7 separate regions of the Mus musculus genome follow, and regions 2, 3, 4, 5, 6 and 7 are each linked to region 1. Evidence: chromatin contacts called from public Hi-C, HiChIP or PLAC-seq and promoter capture Hi-C data. All regions are on one chromosome and are shown on one strand. The core of a region is the stretch at or near the end of the contact, and the rest is flanking DNA. Distances in the headings are between cores, read along the strand shown. Region 1 holds the start of Rack1 (receptor for activated C kinase 1). Region 2 holds the start of Med7 (mediator complex subunit 7). Region 3 holds the start of Timd2 (T cell immunoglobulin and mucin domain containing 2). Region 4 overlaps Adam19 (a disintegrin and metallopeptidase domain 19 (meltrin beta)). Region 5 overlaps Cyfip2 (cytoplasmic FMR1 interacting protein 2). Region 6 holds the start of Clk4 (CDC like kinase 4). Region 7 holds the start of Cyfip2 (cytoplasmic FMR1 interacting protein 2).

The links. Promoter capture Hi-C pulls out the DNA fragments that hold promoters and counts their contacts. Hi-C and Micro-C count contacts between places; a contact is called where the count stands out from the background. HiChIP or PLAC-seq counts read pairs in DNA pulled down with a chosen protein or histone mark.
Region 2: an H3K4me3 HiChIP or PLAC-seq map of stem cell-derived neural progenitor cells shows a contact between it and region 1, with 9 times the contacts expected there. The contact joins the promoter of Med7 here to the promoter of Rack1 in region 1. A contact is called at or near these places in 6 of 39 promoter capture datasets (cranial neural crest, embryonic stem cells, hippocampal neurons and 2 more), 2 of 484 Hi-C or Micro-C datasets (B cells and the G1E-ER4 cell line), 7 of 115 datasets of contacts at active chromatin or transcription factors (the NIH/3T3 cell line, astrocytes, embryonic forebrain and 4 more) and 2 of 9 other capture datasets (adipose tissue and embryonic stem cells).
Region 3: a contact with region 1 is called in an H3K27ac HiChIP or PLAC-seq map of trophoblast stem cells, with 10 times the contacts expected there. The contact joins the promoter of Timd2 here to the promoter of Rack1 in region 1. A contact is called at or near these places in 2 of 39 promoter capture datasets (embryonic stem cells and liver) and 2 of 115 datasets of contacts at active chromatin or transcription factors (extraembryonic endoderm stem cells and trophoblast stem cells).
Region 4: a promoter capture Hi-C map of embryonic stem cells shows a contact between it and region 1, with 7 times the contacts expected there. The contact joins the enhancer-like site here to the promoter of Rack1 in region 1. A contact is called at or near these places in 4 of 39 promoter capture datasets (cranial neural crest, embryonic stem cells, hippocampal neurons and 1 more) and 1 of 115 datasets of contacts at active chromatin or transcription factors (extraembryonic endoderm stem cells).
Region 5: a contact with region 1 is called in a promoter capture Hi-C map of pre-B cells. The contact joins the enhancer-like site here to the promoter of Rack1 in region 1. A contact is called at or near these places in 5 of 39 promoter capture datasets (cranial neural crest, embryonic stem cells, hippocampal neurons and 2 more) and 5 of 115 datasets of contacts at active chromatin or transcription factors (SST interneurons, astrocytes, craniofacial prominence and 2 more).
Region 6: a contact with region 1 is called in a Hi-C map of muscle stem cells, with 6 times the contacts expected there. The contact joins the promoter of Clk4 here to the promoter of Rack1 in region 1. A contact is called at or near these places in 3 of 39 promoter capture datasets (embryonic stem cells, liver and pre-B cells), 1 of 484 Hi-C or Micro-C datasets (muscle stem cells) and 2 of 115 datasets of contacts at active chromatin or transcription factors (astrocytes and bone marrow-derived dendritic cells).
Region 7: a contact with region 1 is called in a promoter capture Hi-C map of hippocampal neurons, with 12 times the contacts expected there. The contact joins the promoter of Cyfip2 here to the promoter of Rack1 in region 1. A contact is called at or near these places in 5 of 39 promoter capture datasets (cranial neural crest, frontonasal cranial neural crest, hippocampal neurons and 2 more), 2 of 484 Hi-C or Micro-C datasets (B cells and cerebral cortex), 5 of 115 datasets of contacts at active chromatin or transcription factors (astrocytes, embryonic forebrain, embryonic hindbrain and 2 more) and 1 of 9 other capture datasets (liver).

The regions. Positions count from the first base shown.
Region 1 is chr11:48,799,023-48,801,983 of GRCm38.p6, reverse strand. Rack1 (receptor for activated C kinase 1) reads right to left here and starts at 1,624. Exons shown (of 8, transcript NM_008143.3): 1 at 1,412-1,624; 2 at 150-321. The coding sequence starts at 1,520. It overlaps Gm36109 (predicted gene, 36109), which reads left to right and starts at 2,581. Exons shown (of 2, transcript NR_166852.1): 1 at 2,581-2,603. LOC115485831 (a small nucleolar RNA gene) reads right to left here and starts at 1,119; the gene lies at 1,052-1,119.
Region 2 is chr11:46,435,260-46,438,233 of GRCm38.p6, reverse strand. It overlaps Med7 (mediator complex subunit 7), which reads right to left and starts at 1,273. Exons shown (of 3, transcript NM_025426.3): 1 at 1,043-1,273.
Region 3 is chr11:46,697,354-46,700,268 of GRCm38.p6, reverse strand. Timd2 (T cell immunoglobulin and mucin domain containing 2) reads left to right here and starts at 1,439. Exons shown (of 9, transcript NM_001161355.1): 1 at 1,439-1,726.
Region 4 is chr11:46,118,590-46,121,405 of GRCm38.p6, reverse strand. The region is part of intron 8 of Adam19 (a disintegrin and metallopeptidase domain 19 (meltrin beta)); the gene reads right to left. Among named protein-coding and RNA genes, the nearest start is that of Mir8100, 18 kb to the right of the region's middle. Within about 2 kb of position 1,520, at least 37 of the 459 cell types and tissues checked have an H3K27ac peak or open chromatin away from gene starts, as enhancers often do. A contact at or near this core is called in embryonic stem cells, where this site is marked.
Region 5 is chr11:46,285,496-46,288,268 of GRCm38.p6, reverse strand. It overlaps Cyfip2 (cytoplasmic FMR1 interacting protein 2), which reads left to right. Exons shown (of 31, transcript NM_133769.3): 4 at 2,125-2,202. Among named protein-coding and RNA genes, the nearest start is that of Cyfip2, 25 kb to the left of the region's middle. Within about 2 kb of position 1,343, at least 57 of the 459 cell types and tissues checked have an H3K27ac peak or open chromatin away from gene starts, as enhancers often do. A contact at or near this core is called in SST interneurons and pre-B cells, where this site is marked.
Region 6 is chr11:51,261,726-51,264,425 of GRCm38.p6, reverse strand. Clk4 (CDC like kinase 4) reads right to left here and starts at 1,312. Exons shown (of 13, transcript NM_007714.6): 1 at 1,157-1,312. BC049762 (cDNA sequence BC049762) reads left to right here and starts at 1,422. Exons shown (of 3, transcript NM_001382322.1): 1 at 1,422-1,793. The coding sequence starts at 1,769.
Region 7 is chr11:46,310,964-46,313,891 of GRCm38.p6, reverse strand. It overlaps Cyfip2 (cytoplasmic FMR1 interacting protein 2), which reads left to right and starts at 1,534. Exons shown (of 31, transcript NM_133769.3): 1 at 1,534-1,665.

The DNA.
Region 1 (2,961 bases), core at 375-2,874:
ACACTTCATAGGTACCCAGTTTAAAACAACACCCCCAAATGTTGCTTTACCCTCTACAAAAGGACCAATTACCAAGGGGAGACTGCACCCCGGCGAATCTACCTCAGTTCTGCCCACTTTCCCCCCAAGATTCCAAAGCAGCTACTTGCGTTGTGAGATCCCAGAGGCGCAGCGTTCCGTCCCAGGAGCCCGAGAGGGCAAACTGACCATCAGAGGAGATAACAACATCACTAACGAAGTGGGAGTGACCTCTCAGAGCACGCTGTGGTATGCCATAGTTGGTCTCATCTCTGGTCAGCTTCCACATGATGATGGTCTTGTCTAAAAGGGTTGGTAAAGGTTGGTATAAGCCTACTTACTGTGCACCATTTACAGTCTTAAAGTCACTGGGGCCAGTAAACGGGACAGAGAAACTTCAAGTTATAAATAAAAGAGGCTTACTACTCTACAATATCAAGAGCTGTAGATCTCAGCTGTAATGTGAGACTATGGGCACCACACTTCCTGGGATTGAGACTTAAGTTCCACATTCAAAATGTATTTTATTTAAAGTGGCTCCCTACATACATATGTGTGCTACCTGTGTCTATGGTGTTCAGAAGTGCGTGTCAGGTCTCCTGGAACTAGTTTCAGATGACTGCAAGCTACCATGCAGGGTCTGGGAAACTAACCCTAACCTTAGTCATCGTCCGGGCCCGAGACTAATTAACAGCAGAAGCACCACTTGGGTGTATGTAGGCTGAGCAGAGACAGCCTTTCCCGCCTGAGAGTTACTGAAATAAATGCAGCCGTTATTGTAGCATCAGACACAATCCTAGCCACGAACCAACTTACACAGAAACGGACAATAATAAGCCTAGTATTAGGTAGGAGAGAAAATGAGCATAATTTTGGGGTGGGTAGGGAGGAAATACACATGAAGATACATCATTAAAGAAAAAAAATCATTAGTTACAAGAAAACCTAGGGCGGGACAATCAAGTCCGGAAATGTGGGGAACAAGGCATCTACAAAGTTTACCCACTGTCTATAGTTTAGGGCCAGGCGACAACAGCTCAGAAACAGCCTCTGGATTTCAGCAAAGCCACTCAGATGGCATGTTGGGGTCATCATTGCTCCGCCCGTCTTGTAGCCCCGTAAAACTACTTAAACACATCTCCAGGAAGCAAGCGAGAGATTTAAAATCGCCAACTTTGGGAGGTGGGGTGTGAGTACAGTTGCGCGACGTGTCTCGGTTTCCGTTCATGTGTAAAGGGTCGTCCCGGTTGGGGCCCAAGTTGGGGTATGCACGCCCCAACTAACAACTGGGTTGGGGAATGAACCGAGCCAACACGCGCGCCACTTGCTTAACCACGAGACTCTCATGCAGTCCCCAGGACACCGGGTGATTTACCCGGCATGCAGCCCGTACCTCGAGACGCAGACAGGATCATGTCCGGGAACTGCGGTGTGGTGGCGATCTGTGTTACCCATCCATTGTGGCCCTTAAGGGTCCCGCGAAGGGTCATCTGCTCGGTCATGGCTGCAGTTGATGCGAGGGTCGCCGCAGCGACAAGGATGGCACCGGATAGCTCAGAGAGCCAAGCACCACAGCGGCTGCCACCACGACCCTGTGGAGAAAAAGAAAGAGCGGCCTCCGCCGGAACCGGAAATACTCGGAGAGCAAGGCGGGGATTCCCATGATTCACTGCTGCTCAAAGATAGCTGCACTGAGAAGTGGGAGGAACTGGGAGAGTAGGTCTCAAGTATCGTCGTTTCTTCTGCCACGCAACCTAGTTTGGCAGCGCTGTACAAATGCATTCTGAAGCCAGATGCGCCAGGGTTTTAGAAAGGCTTCTCGGGAGATTAAAGCATGCCGTGGAAGCAGAAGTGGGGCTGAGGGCACACAAGCAAACTACAGTGGCCTCTCCGCCCTTACGTGGCAGAGACGCGGCTCCGCCCTTTCCGCTTCTGTTCAGTTCCTTGGTTGGAGACCCCGGCTCCAACTTTGACTTACGGAAGTACAATTAAAGTCGCAATTAGAGGCGTGTGCCAGCAAATCTGGCCTGTTTGTTTGTTTTATGGCAAAATTTCATGTAGCGAAGGCTAGTCTTAAACTGGTTGTGTTGCCAAGGATGGTTTTGAACTACCGACCTGCTTCTGTCTCCCAAGTACTGGAATTATAAACCGAGCCGCCGCCCGGCGAGGCTATAAAGGAGGAAGTGCTGGGTTCAGATTTCTGGGGATTCTGTTGGAAGCCCTTTCTGTGCCTCTGATCATTCCCCAGAAAAGCCTGCTGGTCTGTCTTGTGCTGCCCTGAAAGAAGTGTTCCCGGACGGGGAAGCAGAGGAACACGGATAGCCTGGCAACCCGATGACCTCAACACGTGTTCAAATTTTGTAGTGTTTCCAAATGTCACAGATCTGGCCTTAAAAAGTTTTAACTGTATGTTTTAAAGTATTTGTGTGTGAGTGCGCTTGTGATTGCCACAGAGCACTGGCTGAAGTCAGGAATTTTCTCTCCTGCCATGTGTGTTTGGCTACAGCCGATTTGTTCAGCTTCACTTTTTTTTTTTTTTTTTTTTTTTTTTTTTTTTTTTTAAGGAGCACACACAGGTCAGGAAGGTAAGCAACCACTAATGTCTATGTGAACTAAAGGATACATTTAATTATTTATTTTAGTGCTATGGGTTGAACTCCCACATGCTAGGAAGAGTGCCTTACAGAGTTAAATCCACCCAACTCCCAGCCTTGTTTAGTTTTTGTTCGTTTTTTTGTTTGTTTTTTGTTTTTCGAGACAGGGTTTCTCTGTGTAGTCCTGGCTGTCCTGAAACTCACTCTGTAGACCAGGCTGGCCTCGATGATGGAATTCATCACCACATTCAACCTTGTTTCGTTTTGATTCAGGATGTGCATAGCTCAAATTGGCCTTAAATTTATGATCTCCCTTCCTCAGCCTGCCAAGTAACTAAGATTATAGCCC
Region 2 (2,974 bases), core at 24-2,523, 2.4 Mb after region 1:
CACCGTTGTTAAATTTCATATTTCAAATATTTTCCAAGGTTTCTGAAGGAAGCCACATCTTACAGTATAGTAGAGTTAGTATAGTACAGTTTTCTTAACACATTAGCAATTTTTACATCTTTTCTACATAAATTTAAAACCTAAATCCCAACATATATGGTCAAAATAACCTTTGCTTTTTCCAATTTAAGTACATTATACAATGAGAAGATTCTTGAGTGCTTTCTCACACTGATGTACACTGCCAATACCTTAAATCTGAGGGAAGCAACTCCAAATTCTTCAGATTGTCTAACTGTTAGAGCTAATTCAGGGTGTATATACCTAGAACACGAAAGTCTACTTGTAGCCACTTCAAGTCAACACCTGGCCTAAATTTCATCCCCCGAAGGCTTTTGAAGTTGGGGATCTGCGCTTCCCTTAGCCACACCCACACTAAACCCGCAGTTTCCCGAAGGTTTTTAGTAAGTGACAGATCCGCATCCTCACTCCAATCATCAGGACGGTACGACTACTCCCAATTTGACTATAGAGACAAGAAGCCAATTCCCAACGTGCAGAAGGGGGTGAATTGTACAACGGGAATCCGCATTAGTTTTTTCGGGCGCAAGTGCAAACCCCCGTAACTTGGGCATCCCGCGTTAGAGCGGGCCACCTTACAGAAACCGCCCATTACCGGTTCAAACTGAACTTTTCAAAGCCGCTGGAGGTCGTGACTCGCTAACACTAACAAGATCCAGTGTCTCGTGGGTGCTTTTTTTTTTGGGAGGGGGGGGGTCCGCAAGCTCAGACACTTGGCTCACTTTGTCCCCGTGACTGGGTCCCCGCGGAAAGTCTGGTACAGGATGAATCCGGCTCCGACCCAGGCTCTCGCTCCCCTCCCCCAGCCCCCGCGCTCCCAGGCGGCTACTGTCACTTTACCAATGGCGACAGGGCAGGCTAAGACCACGACATTATAAAAGCCCGTGGCGTGGGGACGAGAACTCGGACCTCCCAACCTCCCGTCTGGCTTGTCGTCCGGAGAGAGCGGTACTCGGTGTACCTTCGGCCGGCCGCCTGCCTCAGGCCCCGGGGAGGCTTCGCGGAGGAACCGGGAGGAAGGCTAGCCCGGGCGTCCCAGGCTGTCCCGCGCCGGACTTCGGCGCTCCACGCCGGGAGAGACGCAACCGCGGGGGCGGAGAGACAGACTTAGGCTGCGGTCGCCAACCGCCGCCGCCCGCTCACCTCAGCTCTTTCTTGCTTTTCCGGTAGTGACTTTTCCTCAGCGCAGCGGAAGCACAAGTTCCGGTTGCCTTCTCAGGAAGAAGCCTCTGACGCGGGCCTCTCATTGGCTACCAAGGCTGTCCTATAGCAGGTCCTACTCCCGCCCTAAAGATGTTGCACATGCGCACTTTCGCATCTCCTGCTTCTCTCGGGAAAGATCCGCTGTCTGGTTTCTTGGTCAGGTCAGGAGAATACTTCTTCGTACTTTTTGTTAGTAGAAGAAAGTACTCTCTAGTAATTCCATTCCTTGCAGCCCCCACTTTTATACGAGACTTTTAAAATTAAATACTTGCCTTATGTAAAAGTCAGAAAATACAGATAAGCAATATATTTAAAAATTATACTAATGTAATCATCAAAAATGTTTTTTAAAAGCAAGATTGTACTCTATGATATATTCATATATATGGAGATATTTGTGAACATGATTAAGAATAACATCCTAAACCTTCATTTTCCCCCTTCCATTCACTTTTATTTTCATTTAGGAATTCAAAGATGTCTATAACAATCCTTCCACAAATTGACAAGTGAAAAAAACTTAATATAATTTTTTAAAATGGAGGGAGTGGGTAATTTCACTGTGTAGCCCAGGCTGGCTTCAGATGTCTCTTCCCAGCCTCTGGAAAGCCAGAGGTATAGAAATGAGCCATCAGGACTAGCAAGAAATATTTCCATTTTGGCCTTTCCCTGAGGGAGAGGAGGAGGGGGAGGGAGGAGAGAGAGAAGAGTTGTTAACAGATGATATGGGAGTCGTAAGATGCAGTGTTGCAAACTAAAAGTAAGATAAACAGCTCTGCTTCACAAACAAGAATGTCTCAGTTTCTTCCTTTAAATATGTGGAGCATTGCAGGCATAAAAACAAAAGAAGAGTCTACTCACTACCAACTTCCATAGTTATATGAGCCCCATCATTTTGTCTCTAGTCTGGTATGAACCTCTAAAAGGTAAGGGCTCTTCGTTTTTTCCTATACCCACAGATTTATTATCTTACTGAAAGTGTACTAGGGGTTATTACACTGATAGAATGAATGTGTGTATGCACATGGATATATATGTATATATGACTTATCCGAGTGACTTACAAGATGCAGTTCAAGTAGTCCAGCAATGGCTGTCTCAGCCCTGAAAGGCTGAGAATCCTGTAGTTGCTCAGTCTAAGAGGCTGGATGTCTCAACAGACCCCCACCTGGCATTGGAGACCTGGAAGATTCCTGGAGAGCCACAGGTCTTCAGTCCATGTTGGAATCCCAAAGAAGTTTGGTTCTAATACTGGCAAAGGAATGGCACAGCAGTGGTACAGATGAAGTTGCCAGTGAGTGTTAGAGCAAGCAACCAAAGAGCAGTTTCCTTTCTTCATGTCCTTTTATCTGGGCAGCCACAAGAAAATGCCACTCAGTCTTTCTGCTTCTAAAGATTAGCCATCACCCAAAGATAAGTTCATGGGTGGAGAGCTTGCCTAGAATAATACATATAAGACAACCCCAGTACTACATAAGGGATAGCCATGTCATGTTAGGGACTGGTTAAAAATACAGTTTAATGAATACTTTGTTTTGTCTATTATTGACTGTACTTGCAAGATCTGAATGTTAAAGACCCAAATGTAACCTCAGTGCATGGAGGGTAAAAACAGAAGGATCTGAAATTCAGAAACTCAAGGTCATTCCGGCTACATAGTTTAAAGTCAGCTTAGGCTGTGAGAATTTGG
Region 3 (2,915 bases), core at 190-2,689, 2.1 Mb after region 1:
GAACATTGCTTTTTAGTTTCTATAGTTCTGCTCCTGGCTAACTGGTCTTGTTAACTGAACTATGTCAACTCAGAACATGGTTTTTGTGCAGCTGGCTAAGAAAGACTTTCTATTGGCTTAAACCCATGTCCAAGCTGTCTTCACCATCTATCACAACCCTTTGTAAAAGTAACTTTTATTCACCAGATATAATTGTTGTCTCAGAAGCTAACTGCTGAATAAACCCATTCCTTCTAGCTCGTTTTGCTATGGCCAGCTGGTTCTGGCCCAAATCCTCTCCAAGTTGACTGTTTCAAAGTAGCTTCTCTCAGCTTTTGACTGAATTGCTCTGCTTGGCCTCAAACTAACTCTGGCAATCTGTTCTAATCTGGTTTCTTCTCATTTTCTGGCTCATTCTGTCTTTACCTGTAGCCTGTCTCTAAAAATTATCCTGGTAAAGCTCTAAAACTCTCATATTCTCTCTCTCTCTCTGTCTCTGTCTGTCTGTCTGTCTGTCTGTCTGTCTGTCTCTCTCTCTCTCTCTCTCTCCTCCCTTCCTTCCTTCTCTTTTAAGTAGCTTCTCTTTCCTGTGTTCTCCTGAGAGTTGGGCATATCCTCTCTTTGACTCATTCTCATTCATCACTTTGCCTCTCTATTAGATATCACTTTCAAATATGACTTCTTCCTTCTACAACTTTACCTTCATTGTTTGGGACTAAAGGTGTGTACCAAGGGTGTGTCTGTAATCCAGCCAGAGGAATTAAAGGTGTGTCATTCCAGCCCGATCACACAGACATGTGATCCCTTGCCACAACAGTTATGTTTCTGGATTAAAATTCCTCTGCGGGGCTGGAGAGATGGCTCAGTGGTTAAGAGCACTGACTGCTCTTCTGAAGGTCCTGAGTTCAAATCCCAGCAACCACATGGTGGCTCACAACCATCCGTAATGAGATCTGATGCTTCTTCTGTGGTGTCTGAAGTCAGCTACAGTGTATTTACATATATGTAATAAATAAGTAAATCTTAAAAAAAATTCCTCTGCAACTACCCAACTCTGGAAGCCTGTATAGTTACTAAGCCTGAAAAGCGTATGAGGGCATGGAGAAGCTCAGCTTAGAAAGCTGGCAGCCTCCCCTTAGCGTTCTGCAAGCAGGGACTTTAGTCTAGCTTTATTTGCTTAAACTGTTAATTGACTGACAGACCAACGTGTATAATTAGTCAGCTTTCACTTCTGCCTGTGCACCAGGTCCCTCGCTGGGTTCTATCTATATTCTATTCCTCTTTCTGACTTTCAGTTTATTCATATACAACTAAGAAAGCTGGTGCATGGTGCAAAGTCCCTTTCTGCTGAAAACTTTTCAAAGTCAGCATGATCTCCAGACCTGGAGTTTGAACTCAAGTGAAGACCTTTGCTTCGCCCAGCAGAAAGTTAGCTTTGTTGTTGTGGGGACAAAGTTTCACTATGTAAACGGAGTTGGTCTTGAACTCAGAAGATCCACTTGCCTCTGCTTTCCTGAGTGCTAGTCTTTTAAGTATTTTTTTATAATCTCTTTAAGTTGAACATATACAATCAGGCAAAAGGATGGTAGAACTAGAGAGACTCAGTTTTCAAACAAAATATTGAAGGTGTGGCCAGGAGATAAGGATGGAATTCTGGGACAGATTCCTCTTTATCTATCAGCAGCTCCATCAGCAGCAGAGGATTAGAAGGAGACACTAACCAGAAGCTACGGCTCTCTCCTAACTGGTAAGTTCCCTCTTCTGTAGGCTCGTGTTAGAGAGAAGCAATGAGGACAGTACTTCCTGGAGGTTCTGTGCCATGTGGCTTTGCATTTGAGACAATGTGGGATTCTATGGCGGCATTGGAACAACGATGAGTCTCTAGACATTAGGACAACTTAATATCCAATAGAGTTCTTCGGATTCTTGGAAGGTTGATCCTCGTTTAAATGGAATAATGGACTTTTTAATATATGAGCTATTAAAGCCTTCTTAAATGGAGTTAACATGAGATATAAGAAGGAAACTGTAGAAGAGAATAGTCTGGTAATTTTAGACTAAGCCCTAGATAATTAGGCATGGACCTATAGACCCAGATCTATAGCATCAAATTGGCTGCTGGAATTTGAGATATCGTGTTTGTGAACTTGGCAAGGCCAGAAAGAGAAGAAGATTTGCTTTAGTTGGAGTGTTGAGAAGGGGAGCACATGGCCAGGCTAGGCAAGTGGGCACCGTTTAGAGCTTGGTGTTCATGTGGATTTAAGAAAAAAAAAAAAAAGATTTGTTTTTATCTAATGTGAGTAGGTATTTGTCCACATGTATGTCAGTGTGGGGTTGCCAGTTCCTCCCCAGAACTGGAATTGCAAACAGTTGTGAGCTGCCATGTGGGCACTGGGAGTTGAACCTGGGTCTTCTGGAAGAGCAGCCAGTACTCTTAACCATTGTTCTATCTATTCAACTCCTGGATTTCATTTTTCTTTAAGTGTTGTGAAAGATACTTAGAGAAAAGCTTGAGATTTTTAAAATGTATGCGTTTATGTTGAGAATTGGTGTACTCTTTCTCCAGAATGCATATTCTGTGTTTGGGGAATTTCATGCTCTTTGGTTGTCTGACCTGGTATTTTCCCTCACTTCCAGATGCAATAGAGTGATTGTGTTTTCACACTCCAAAGCCCCAATGCTTCTCTCCCCCACCTACACTGTAAGATTTTAAAATGAGCCACGAGTCAGACAGTGTAGGAAACACATCATAGTGAACACTCATCAGGTTTTTACAATGCAGTTGTGAAACCTCACTGGCCTAGATCTCCAGTCTTCCCCTGAGTTCTGGGTTCCAAGCATAAAGCTCCGTGACTGCTTCTTACTGTCACTGTCTGTGAGACAGGGCCTCTTGTGTCAGGATTTCCTCAGAATAGAAGCTTTGCTGAGGATGGGCT
Region 4 (2,816 bases), core at 271-2,770, 2.7 Mb after region 1:
AAAGGCCAGTTTCTCTCACCATCCGACCTAGGAGCTCAGAGCACAGATGCTGAGATTGCTCTCTGGCTCTAGAAATCGGGAAATACGACCTTCAGAGGGATGCATTCTGGTGGTCAAACTGGAGTATCTGGCTTAGAAAACAGGTTAAAAAAAAAAGTAGAGGGAACAACACCCTAACCATCAAGGGGTTCTTTGGTGGACCTGACCAATGCTACCGTGTCAGTGTTGCATGTACATGTGACCTGTGTGTGCACATAATACATGTACATGTGTCTTCTGTGTGTGCATATACACACGAAGTCCCAAGGTTCATGTTACCTTCCTCCGTTTATTCTCCATGTTATTTTTTCAGACAGGGTCTCTCACTAAATCAGGAACTAACTGATTAACCCTAACTGGTTGGCTTGAGAGGTCCAAGGATGGCCTGTCTCTGTCCCCTGCCTCCCCCACCAGCCACATGGCTATAGGTTCATGACACCATGCCTGGCTTTTAGATGGGTGGTGGGGCTTAGGTCCTTATGTACCCAGCAGATACTTTACATACTGCGTCATCTCCCCAGCCCATGAGTGACTTAAAAAAAAAAAAAAAAAAAAAAAACCACATAACACAGAAGCCACAAAGGGATTAGATCACCCCAATCTAAAAATGGTGGGTTCCTTCCCAGCTAAAATTAATAACTGGTGGTCCCGCTGTTCATCAAGCACTTGTCATGAAGAAGGAAGGGTACTGAGGCTTAGAGGAGTTGAGACATTGCCCAAAATCTCAGCAGAAACACTCTGGAGCCAAGATGAACCAGATTATACTCCCAGGGCCCTTGTGACCATCTGCTGCTGAAGAGCTGGGATCATATAATATGTATATAACAATAAAGTACACACACACACACACACACACACACACACACGCGCACGCACACATTCGCATCCTTCTCTTGCCCCCAGGAAACTGCAGTCTAGATGGGCTCCTGGTTCCTCTGTCTTTGCCACATCTATCATCACAGAAAAACCCGAAGCATCTGAATTTGCTTCACTCAGGAACTTTTTAAGGGAAGTCAACTTGGCTTTTCTTACGCCTCAGAGAAAACAGGGCCCGTGGATTGGGCCCCTGATTCAGCAAATGTGTAGAGTTCTTCCAGTTTTAGCTCTAAAATGTTCAGTCCAAGTAACTGGCTCAGCAGACTTAGGAGGAGCCCATGTGCCTCACCCTAAACCACGCGTGCCGGAGGGAAGTTGGGGGCTTGGATGACCATCCACAAGGCACAGGGTTTCCACCGACACCCGGGGTGTGCGGCTACCCTCTTTTCCCTCCGCATCTTTGCTTTTTCTGTAGTTATTATTGTTTATTTGTTTGATGTGTTTACTGACATACCACTTCCATTTCTCATCAGTGCTTAGAGGTAGGCTCTAATCACCCAGTGCAGGAAGAAAATTCCTAGAGCCAGCCAGCCAAGCCCTGCACCTCCCCTGAGTCGGGTCTGGGACAATGGTTGCTACACAGGTGGCGGTAGGATCAGCTTCCTGTATCCCCAGGGAAAACACACTTCTCCAGATGTTGGGTGTTTGGTTACAGGATCGCTGAGACGCTATTGCTGGTGAGTTAGGAGCTGGACACAGGACTCTACTGTGTCCCTAGAATCCTTCCCTCCAGGAAAGGCTAGTGTTTGGCTTTCACCTGTTACATACCAGTGGCCTCTTTCCACAGCTGTTGAGGGCAGAGAAAAAAAAATACAAGGCTGTGAACTTTTCATCTAGTAATTCCACAGCAATCAACTCTGCCTTTTAAGCCCTGAAAGTTTAATTTTTAACATTTGTTTGTTTGTTTGTTTATGGTTTTTAGAGACAAGGTTTCTCTGTGTAGCCCTGGCTATTCTGGAAACTCACTTTGTAGAGCAGGCTGGCCTTGAGCTCAGAGACCTGCCTCTGCCTCCCCAGTGCTGGGATTAAAGGTATGTATCACCACCGCCCAGTTTGAAAGTTTCTAATTTCTATTTGTTATCGGATGAACCATCTCTCCAGCCTGAGATCTAGGATCCGTGAACCTCTCGCTGGCCAAGAAAGCCTTCAAAGTTCTACAGGTCCTGAAGTGGTTATCAGAGTCTCAAAGAGACAAGAGACCCCAGGGCTGGGACTGTCAGCCACTGGCAAACATGCAACCTTAGTTCTACCCACCAGGACTGCCCCTTAAAAGGAGGCACATGACCAAACACGTCAAAGCTTTGCTTGTGGAGAGGAGCTGCCATTGCAAAGTTTTGTTCTCTGCCTTTTGTGCTAGAACTTGCTTTCGCATAGAATACTTCACGGTCTGAGAATACCCCATGAGTGCAGCTCAAACTTCTGTGAATTTCCTAAGTGCATGGTTGAAACAACCCGACTGAAGAAGTATAACTATTCGTAGTCTCCCTAGAAACATCCCGATCCACTTCAACATCTAAGTCAAAGAATCCCCGGGCTTTCACCCAGAGGGAACACATCCTTGATGCCTTTTAAACTGGGCTCTCCCTTGCTCAGTGTGCCTCAAAACCCACTTCATTTGTGAGAAAGGTCAGGGGGTCAGAGCCAGGCGCATGTCTGTTTCCAGCCATCTGCTTCCATGTGACTTTTACATGGGCAGGGGCACAAGATGTCATTTTTGAAACATGATTTCCATCAGAAAACTATAAACATAACTGAAAGCCACTGACTTAAGCCAGTGCTTGTAGTTTATAAATTAAAACAGAGAAAAACAAAAGGCCCCCAAACACTCACACAAACCAACAAAAGACAAAAACCTGACCCAAGAAGCTGAGTTGTTTGCCTCTGGTTGATAGCTCAGGGTC
Region 5 (2,773 bases), core at 94-2,593, 2.5 Mb after region 1:
GTTTCCCTGGCTACTCAGGCTCATTCCTCCCAAACTCCTGGGTGTCAGATGTCTCTGTGTGTTACCCAAGTTTCCTCTCTTTATAAGGATGACAGATTGAGTGAGAGTCTGCCCTCATGATCTCCTCTGAGCTTCAGTCACCTTTCAAATGGGCCCACCTAGAAACAGAGTCACAGTCTCAAGCCTGTAACAGAGACGACTTTCATTCATTTCCTCAAAGTGCAGAAAGGAGGCTGGAGACGAAGCTCAGCTGTTTGAGTGCCTGTCTAGAACACACAAAGCCCTGGCTTGTATGAACCAAATCTCCAGCACCAAATAAACTGGGTATAGTCTGGCAAATGCTTGTAATCTCAACTGTGGGGAGGTGGAGGCAGGAGGATCAAAAGTTCAGGATCACTTTCTCAGCTACATAGGAAGCTTGAGGCAAGCTTGGAATAGAGACCCTATCACTAAAGGGAGCCGAACTCAGGTTCAGCCATGCTTGATCTGTAATTACTCTTGGAATGAGCTATAAAGAGGAATGAATGGAACAGATACACTGGACGAGAGTCTCAAAATGATTGTTACTGGAAGCATGAAAGGGTGGGGGCGAGGATTTCAGGGAACAGCTGTAATGATCGTATACACGAGAGAAACCGAAGGTCAACTCCAGCTGCCATAATGATTCTTTGGGGTCGGGGAAGCAGAACCAGACTGAGGTCTCTCTGAGATACCAGGTCACAGGCTCAGGCAGGCAAATCTAAAGGACCGGCTGGCTCTAAACGTGATTCTGTTTGTTATCTGCTGCTGCTGTGGCAAATTGCATAAACTCACTGCTTAGTAGGTAGATTGCTTACCTGGCATTCACAAAGCCCGAAGTTTGGCCCCTAACACCCACATACACCAGGCATAGTGGGAAATGTTGTAACCCTAGCACCTGAGAAGTAGAGACAGGAAGATCAGAAGTTCAAGGTCATCCACAGCGTCAGAAATATATCTCTATCTCTCTAAATATACACACACATATATGTATATATACAATATACTATATTATACATATAATTTACATATATAAAAGATGGCCAATAACTCAAGGTTCCCAAGGCCACATCCAGAGCTCTTTCCACCACGCCATCTTGACCTCTGTATTCTGGGCTTGTTATGTAACAACTATGGCTGAACTGTCTAGAGGGCAGAGTGCACATCTTGGTTCTCAGTTCTGTTTCTGGCACAGAGCCTGGGATCTAAAGATGCTTGCTGCAGCCTTTTTTTTTTTTTAACTGAATGAAATTATGCGTGCTGAGGGCACTCGGGGTGGGGGGTGGGGGCTGAGAATAGCCACGTGTTCCTTACATTACTGCCAGTTCCTCTTTTAGACACGTGTGCCCAAACTGAAGAGAAAGCAGGCAGCCCATGGGTTGCTCTCGGTTGTTTCCCTCAGGGACAGCATGTTACTGACTTCTTAATTAAGAATGGAAGCTGTTGCTGTTGAGCAGATTCACAATAAGTAGCAAACTCCAAGTTAAATTGGATTCTGCCTTTAAAATGTATTATAAAGTGAATATGATAAATAGATTTAAATTTTAAAGTTCATTTTTCCCTAAATATATTTTCAAGGAGAGAAAGCATAATGCTAATTCTTGTCTCCTAATATTCTTTGGAGTATGCTTTCCATAACTGAAAACTGCTTAAAATATATATGTCTATATTTTTAATCATCTTCACAATGTTATACAACTGTCACCACCATCTAATGTCATTGCCCCATACAGACACCCTAGAATTTTTAGCAGTCAACCCAGGTCCTCTCCCCACGTGTTTCCATCAACTACAATCTGTCCGTAAGGCTGTACCTCTTGTGGGTATTTTGTCCAAAGGAATCGGAGAATATGTGGCCTTTCTTCTGGCTTTCACTGAAGTTCTTATTAGATCAGCTATTCTAAGATATAAGGTGCCCGTGACTTACCTGGGAACTTTGCTGGAATATAGGTTCGTATTCAGGGGCTCAGACATCCTTATCAGCAAGCGCCCAGGTGATGCTGCTCTTGCCTGCCATGGCCCACATCCTGGGTGGTCCCGATGAGAGCCTGGAGAAGTCCATGGCCCTAGTGTTTTATGTCCCTGATGACTGCTTTGCCGTTTCAGAATGAAATGCTGGAGGAGGGCCACGACTATGCAGTCATGCTGTACACCTGGCGCAGCTGCTCCCGGGCCATCCCGCAGGTGAGACCATCCTTGCCCTTCAGAGAGGCCTCACTGCTTCTGCAGTGCTCCTCCAACCTGAACCCAAACCAGAGGGCTGAGGTCCCCAGGTGGCGGGAAGCAAATCTGGGCCTCTGACCCAAAGTGCTTCCCATAGTGCTGCTGACAAGGTCCACGCCCAGGGTCTTAACAGTTTCCCTCCCGGCACATATAGGGCACAGTATTTTATTTCAAAGGCAGTCGATGTCTCTTGTCACCCAGGCTGTCACAAAGGATCTAAAGTAGCAAGCGTGACATTGTCTCACTTCATCTAAACCCTGTGCTTCAGATGGTTCTGGGTCTTTTTATTGGCATGACCATATTTTATAAATTCATATCGTTTCCACAAAACCGTATTGTTCTCATTTTTTACACTGTCTTGGACTTGTTGAAAATACAGATGATTTTATTATCATTGACATTTTTGCATAATTAGTGGATTCCGTTGTAACAAAGTCAGCAAACTATATGCACATCAAGTAAACAGAGGAGCCCTTCTCTGTTCCTTTTAGCCCTCATATTTAGGGGCAACTATTATTAAATTTTTTGTACT
Region 6 (2,700 bases), core at 63-2,562, 2.5 Mb before region 1:
GGTGTGGTGACACGTGCCACCCTAGAGGCAGAGGCAGGTGGAGTTCTGAGAGACTTCAAGGACAGCCTGGTCTGCACAGCGAGACCTTGTTTCAAACAACCAACAAAGAAATATTTACTTAGGAGGCAAAGTAAAAGATTTCTGAGCTCATGAGAGCTTTCATACACAGGAAAGAAAAGCTACCTCAAAATATTACACTATCTCTAACACTTAAAAATCATGCTACAATCCTCTGTATCCTTTCAATAAAAGATACAATGGAACCCATATGTATACGCTCATACTAGAAATATTATTCTCCACCACGTTTTAGAAGTTTCAGTCTCCCATTTAAGTGGGGGTACAAGAGGCCCTCGGGTGCGTGTTCAAAATTAGGCCAAATATCTGCAGCTTTAACATTAGACCAGGTGACAATCGGTCCACTGGTTTAGAGGGTTGGCTACTTGAGCAACAGAGCTGTCACAATGTAAATGCAATGTTCGCTCTCTAATTCCATCACTCAGCTCTCTAATCCCATCACTCAGGAGGCAGAGGCAGGAGAATCTCCTGAGTTCGAGTCCTGCCTGGCCTACATAATGCCTGGGCAATCGGGGCGACCCAGATCTAGGGGGGGCTTGGGGTGGGGTGACCGCCTGGCATGAAGGACGAACCTTCCTTCCCAAGTGTGATCCTCGAAGCTGGAGGTGAACTCCAGCCGCTGCCTGGCTCGCCGCAGCGCCTGCCCTACCTCTTCCGGGCAGCTGGCCAGGGCCCTTAGAGCTGAACAACAGAGCGAATAGCGGACTTTGGAAAAGGCTCCGGTTATGCAAACGGCCGAGGCCACAGACAGGGGTGAGTAGGGGGTCGGGGTGACTTCGACTCTGGACGGCACTAGTACCGGGGATGCGTCCCGCCAAGGGTCTCCCCGCTGGTTCCTGCGATGGACGGCCGAGGCCTTGACAAGAGGTGAGCGAGGCCCAAGCTGCCGGACCGCACCGTCGGGCGAACCCGGGGCCTGCGGGCCTTGACTCGAGCGGCGAAACCGCGGCAGCTCGGGTGTTGTCGCCGCCGGCCGAGAGGCACCCCGCCAGCCCCGCGGACGCATCCTCCCGGTGCTGACGCCCAAAGCCCACTCTCTCCTCAGACACCTGGCTCCGCGCGACACTGCCCACCTCACCTCCGCAAAAGCAAGCGGCCTTTTGGCCGAGAAATGTCGCCAAACCGCCGTCGTTCCTCTCCAGCCGCTGCGACAGACACCGACAAAATGGCGTCCGCGCCGTCACCCTACAACCTCCTCAGGTGGCTCCAGCGCCACCTACGCCGAGCCAGCGCGCATGCGTCACGAAGCCTCGTGCCCGCCCACAGATCGTGCAAGGGGACGAGGGGTCTGTGACGTCAGGGACGGCGGGGCTTGATCAGCCACACTGCGGCTGCGCAGCGCTGGAGGCGCGGGTAGGACGAGGTTCTGTCCGCTTGTCAGGCTGAGGTTCTTTCTGTTCTTAGGTGAACCTGGAAGCCCGCCTTAAGTCTGCGGCGCGCGTCGGGCTCTCGAAGAGTTTTGCTGGGCGTGGCCACGCTGGGTAGGGCCAACCTCTGACCTTTTCCCATCAGCTTAAAGTGGGAAGCTCATCGCACTCCATCTACCAGTCGCCCCTCAACCTCAGCTCCAGGTAGAGCCACCAGAGCGCAGAGTCCCCGAATGCTCCCAGCTAGGGCAGCTCAGTGACCAGGATATGGCTGTCACCTGGCGCTTCCGCTCTAAACTGGATTTGGAGAAGTTTACCTGAATATGCCTCTAAAAACAAGCGTAGCAGGTGCTTACCCTTCTCTTTCTCTTTGCCTTCCTCTCTCTCTTCCTCCTCGCCTTCTCAGCCAGCAAATCGAAAGGAATGGGGAGGTTTGTCCTAAGACTTCTGACAGTATTCTTCCGGTTACAACCATGGCAGCCTCATGATTTTCTACTACAGTTACTCAACAAACGGGCATTTGTGGTCAGACTTTTTGGTTTTTTTTTCGAGACAGGGTTTCTCTGTGTAATCCTGGCTGTCCTGGAACTCACTCGGTAGACCAGGCTGGCCTTGAACTCAGAAACTCACCTGCCTCTTGCCTCCCAAGTGCTGGGATTAAAGGCGTGCACTATCACTGCCTGGCGACATAACAAATTCTTAATATATATCCTTTTTTAATTTCAGAGAACTGGGCTTTTGTGGTGCAGGCCTGTAATCCCAGCATTTAGGATTTAGAAACAGGAGGATCAGGAATTCTAGGTCATCCTGGGCCATATAGCAAGTTCAAGGCCAGTCTGAGCTACATGAGATCAAAACTCAAAAAACAAAACTGCTGAGAATCCAACACCATAATTACTGTCTAACCCAGTAGGGTTGAACTTCTTCTGGTCGTCCTATCTCTTATCTCCTTCCTCCAAGAGCTTGAAGCATAAATATGAGCTGTCATAACCAGATTAATTAAATACTCTATGCCAATCACTTTATAGACAGTCTTAGTAATCTAGACAACTCTAAGAGGTGATTCTTAGCTCCTTGCTTTAATGACAAATTTAACTCCTGAAAATACCATTCAAACTTTGCTAGCTTACGGTTTCATTGTCATACTTACTGCCTCCATTCATGCAACAAAGTAAAAAACAACTTACTTTTTTCTTAATCAGTTAGAGAAAAGTATTCTGAGTCCATCTTTTGGCAAGACCAAAAGGGTCTGTCT
Region 7 (2,928 bases), core at 285-2,784, 2.5 Mb after region 1:
AGGTTCTCATGACCCAAGATTTTATTCCTTGTTGCTCTATACATAAATCAGGCTCTCAAGTACTTTCCAATTAGTTCCCCTAAGAGGGCAGGCTGGAGAGATGGCTCAGCAGTTGGGAGCCGTGGCTACTCCTCTTGAGGACCTGAGTTCAATTCCCAGTACCTACATGGCATCTCACAATTATCTGTATCTCCAGTTCCAGATTATTCTTGGCACCAGGCATGCATGCGGTACACATATATGTGCATGCAATCAAAATACCCATACACACAGAATAAAATAAATACTTTATATACATACACACACACACACACACATATATATATATATATATATATATATATATATATATATATATATATATATATATATATATGGTACCCAGAGCAACTATTATTCCCTTTATTGCAGGTACTGCATCTCCCACTCAGAGCAGTACCATGCTGGGGTGGGTTCAGGTCAGGACTGAATGCAGCTGGCCTCATCCCTACCTAAAGCCCTCCGAGTTATGTCTCAAGGAGCAATGGATTCTTTGAAGAGCCCTAAGCAGCATCTAAGAGGCTTCTGTCTCCTCAGCTCCTTCCTAGGTTTGCCTAAAAGTCAGCTTATCATGATTTTGTCCACGAGTCAATTCTACCTCAATGGGATCGACATGGGCACGCGCGCGCGCACACACACACACACACACACACACACACACACACACACACGCACACACACACATAATAGCTGTACATTTTTACACTAAGAAATGGAAAGGAAGTAGATGTTTCTCTTTGTTTTTAAATTATTACATTTATTTATTGTGTGTGTGTATGGGTGTGTGTATGTGTCTGTGTGTCTGTGTAATGTGCATATATGCATGTGGGTGGAGGTCAGAACACAATATACAGAAGCTGTCTCTCTCCTTCTACCTTGTGGATCCTGGGAATCGAACTCAGGTCATCATCAAGCTTGGCTGCAAGCGCTTTCTCCCGCTGAGCCTGTGCCCTCTGAGCCCGTGCCCTCTGAGCCCGTGCCCTCTGGGAAGTTATTCTTCAAGTGGTGGAAGGGCTCAACCTCTCACTTAGCCTGCTCCCTTCTTTGGGAAAGCAGCTGTCATTGGACTCCTGTTAGGTCAGTTAATGCTGGCAAATAATAAGCTCCAAGCGAGCAGGGGCTCTACTGCACACTAGTGCGTGCCTGGCTCTTGGCAAGATGCTTGGAACAAAACAGGTAGTCGATAAAGATGTGGTGAATAAATGACTATATGAAAATAATTTGACACCGGGGAGATGCGAAAGGAGCTGACGCTTCCTTCCTTCTGGAGTGGCAGGTGTCGCTGGTGATGCAGGCGGCAGCAGGAAAGTCGTCCCTCCTCCACCTCCAGAGTCCGGAGGCTGGATACTCTAAGGCTGGAAGGTATGGGTTCAGGAGGTTGCAGGTCAGGGGTGCGCAGGGAGCCCCTCGCCGCAGCCATTTCCGGCTCTTTGTGTGACAGCAGCCGCGGCGAAGGGGCTGGGCACCGCGGCCAGGGGAGGAGCCGCGGCAGGCGGAGAGGCGGGGCCGCGGGCGGGGCGCGGCGGTCCGCCGGCGCAGCGGCGGAGCGGGGCTAAGCATCCTGCGCCCCGGCGCGGGGCCCTGCGGTAGCCTCGGGTCCCTCCCCTGGACCTGCCACCGAGCCAGGTAAGGGACTCTCGGAGACAACAGGGCTGATGCAGGAACCGAAATGCTGCCTAGGCGGTGGATGCGTTCCTGAGGATGCGCGAGGGGCGGGCGCCACTTCTCCCAGCCCGTTGGGGGCGCTTGGCTTGGCGCCCGAGGCTACACGGCTTCAGGTCCCTGGAGGCCGGGCTACAGGCCTGTGTTGTCCCTTCTCCCCTCGGCCGCCCCGGGCGCCCTGGGCAGGGAGCGTTTTCCAGAAGTCGTGGGTACAGCGCAGAGCTCCGCGCAGCAGCCTCAGCGGCAGCCACAGCAGGTGCGTGGCCTGGGCCGGAGCCACCCGCCCTAAAAAGAGGCAGGGATAGTCTCGGGGACCAGGGATACCTGCAGGGGCCACAAGCCCAGAGGGGGCTACATCCCTGCACCTACATACTGCAGATCGCCGGGCAGTCCCCGCCTCTGCGGTCGCGGCCACCATCATTCAGCCAAGGCCAGAGAGAGCTGCCTGGGCCCGCCTGACAGGCAAGGGGGTACTGGGCGCCCGCGGTGAACCGAAGCCGGGTGGGGCCGGGGCCACAGCGGCACGGTTTGGGAGAGGAAAGCTCTGATGAGCCGGGAGGCATGGCTGACCTGCTTCGAAGCGTTCTGGCCTATACTAGCGCCTCTCCCCTGGATGGCTTTGGGGAGGAGAAAGGTGGGGTGATGGAATCCTAGGGGTCAAGGTTTCCTTCGTATTTAGCTGCCCACCTGTCTGTTGTGGGAGATTGCCACATCACCTTCAGGAAGGTAAGCCCTCCTGTGTGTACAGGAAGAGGAGTAGCTTGTGGCTAAGGGTGGGGGCAGGGAGCATGGTTGAACCGACTGTTGGTTTTCTCCCGCGACTATCTGGGTGTTTTCCAGTCCAGACTTAGAACTTGGCTAGCCCAATTCTTTAGTGCCCACAGCCCCACAGTTGGGCAGGAAGACTTAGGGATCAGACTGACGACTGACTGTTGCTCCTAAGCAACCATTTCTACCTCTTGACCCCTTCCCTTAGAAGTGACCAGCCTTATTCTTGGGCACAGGCCCTGCAAGAACCATTGCCTAGCACTCAGTGACACCCCCCCCTCCCGCCATTGTCGGAGGACAAAAATATAGATTAATATCTATAGTCGGGATTGTAAGTCCTTGAAGGTAGTTGTCCCTACCACCATCCCCCCTTCTGTGGCTTTCCCCCCCTCCACCCGATGCTCCTTGGGTCCCTTCTCTCCTGTCAAACTTGCTTGAGAAAGGAGCCAGTGAGTGGTA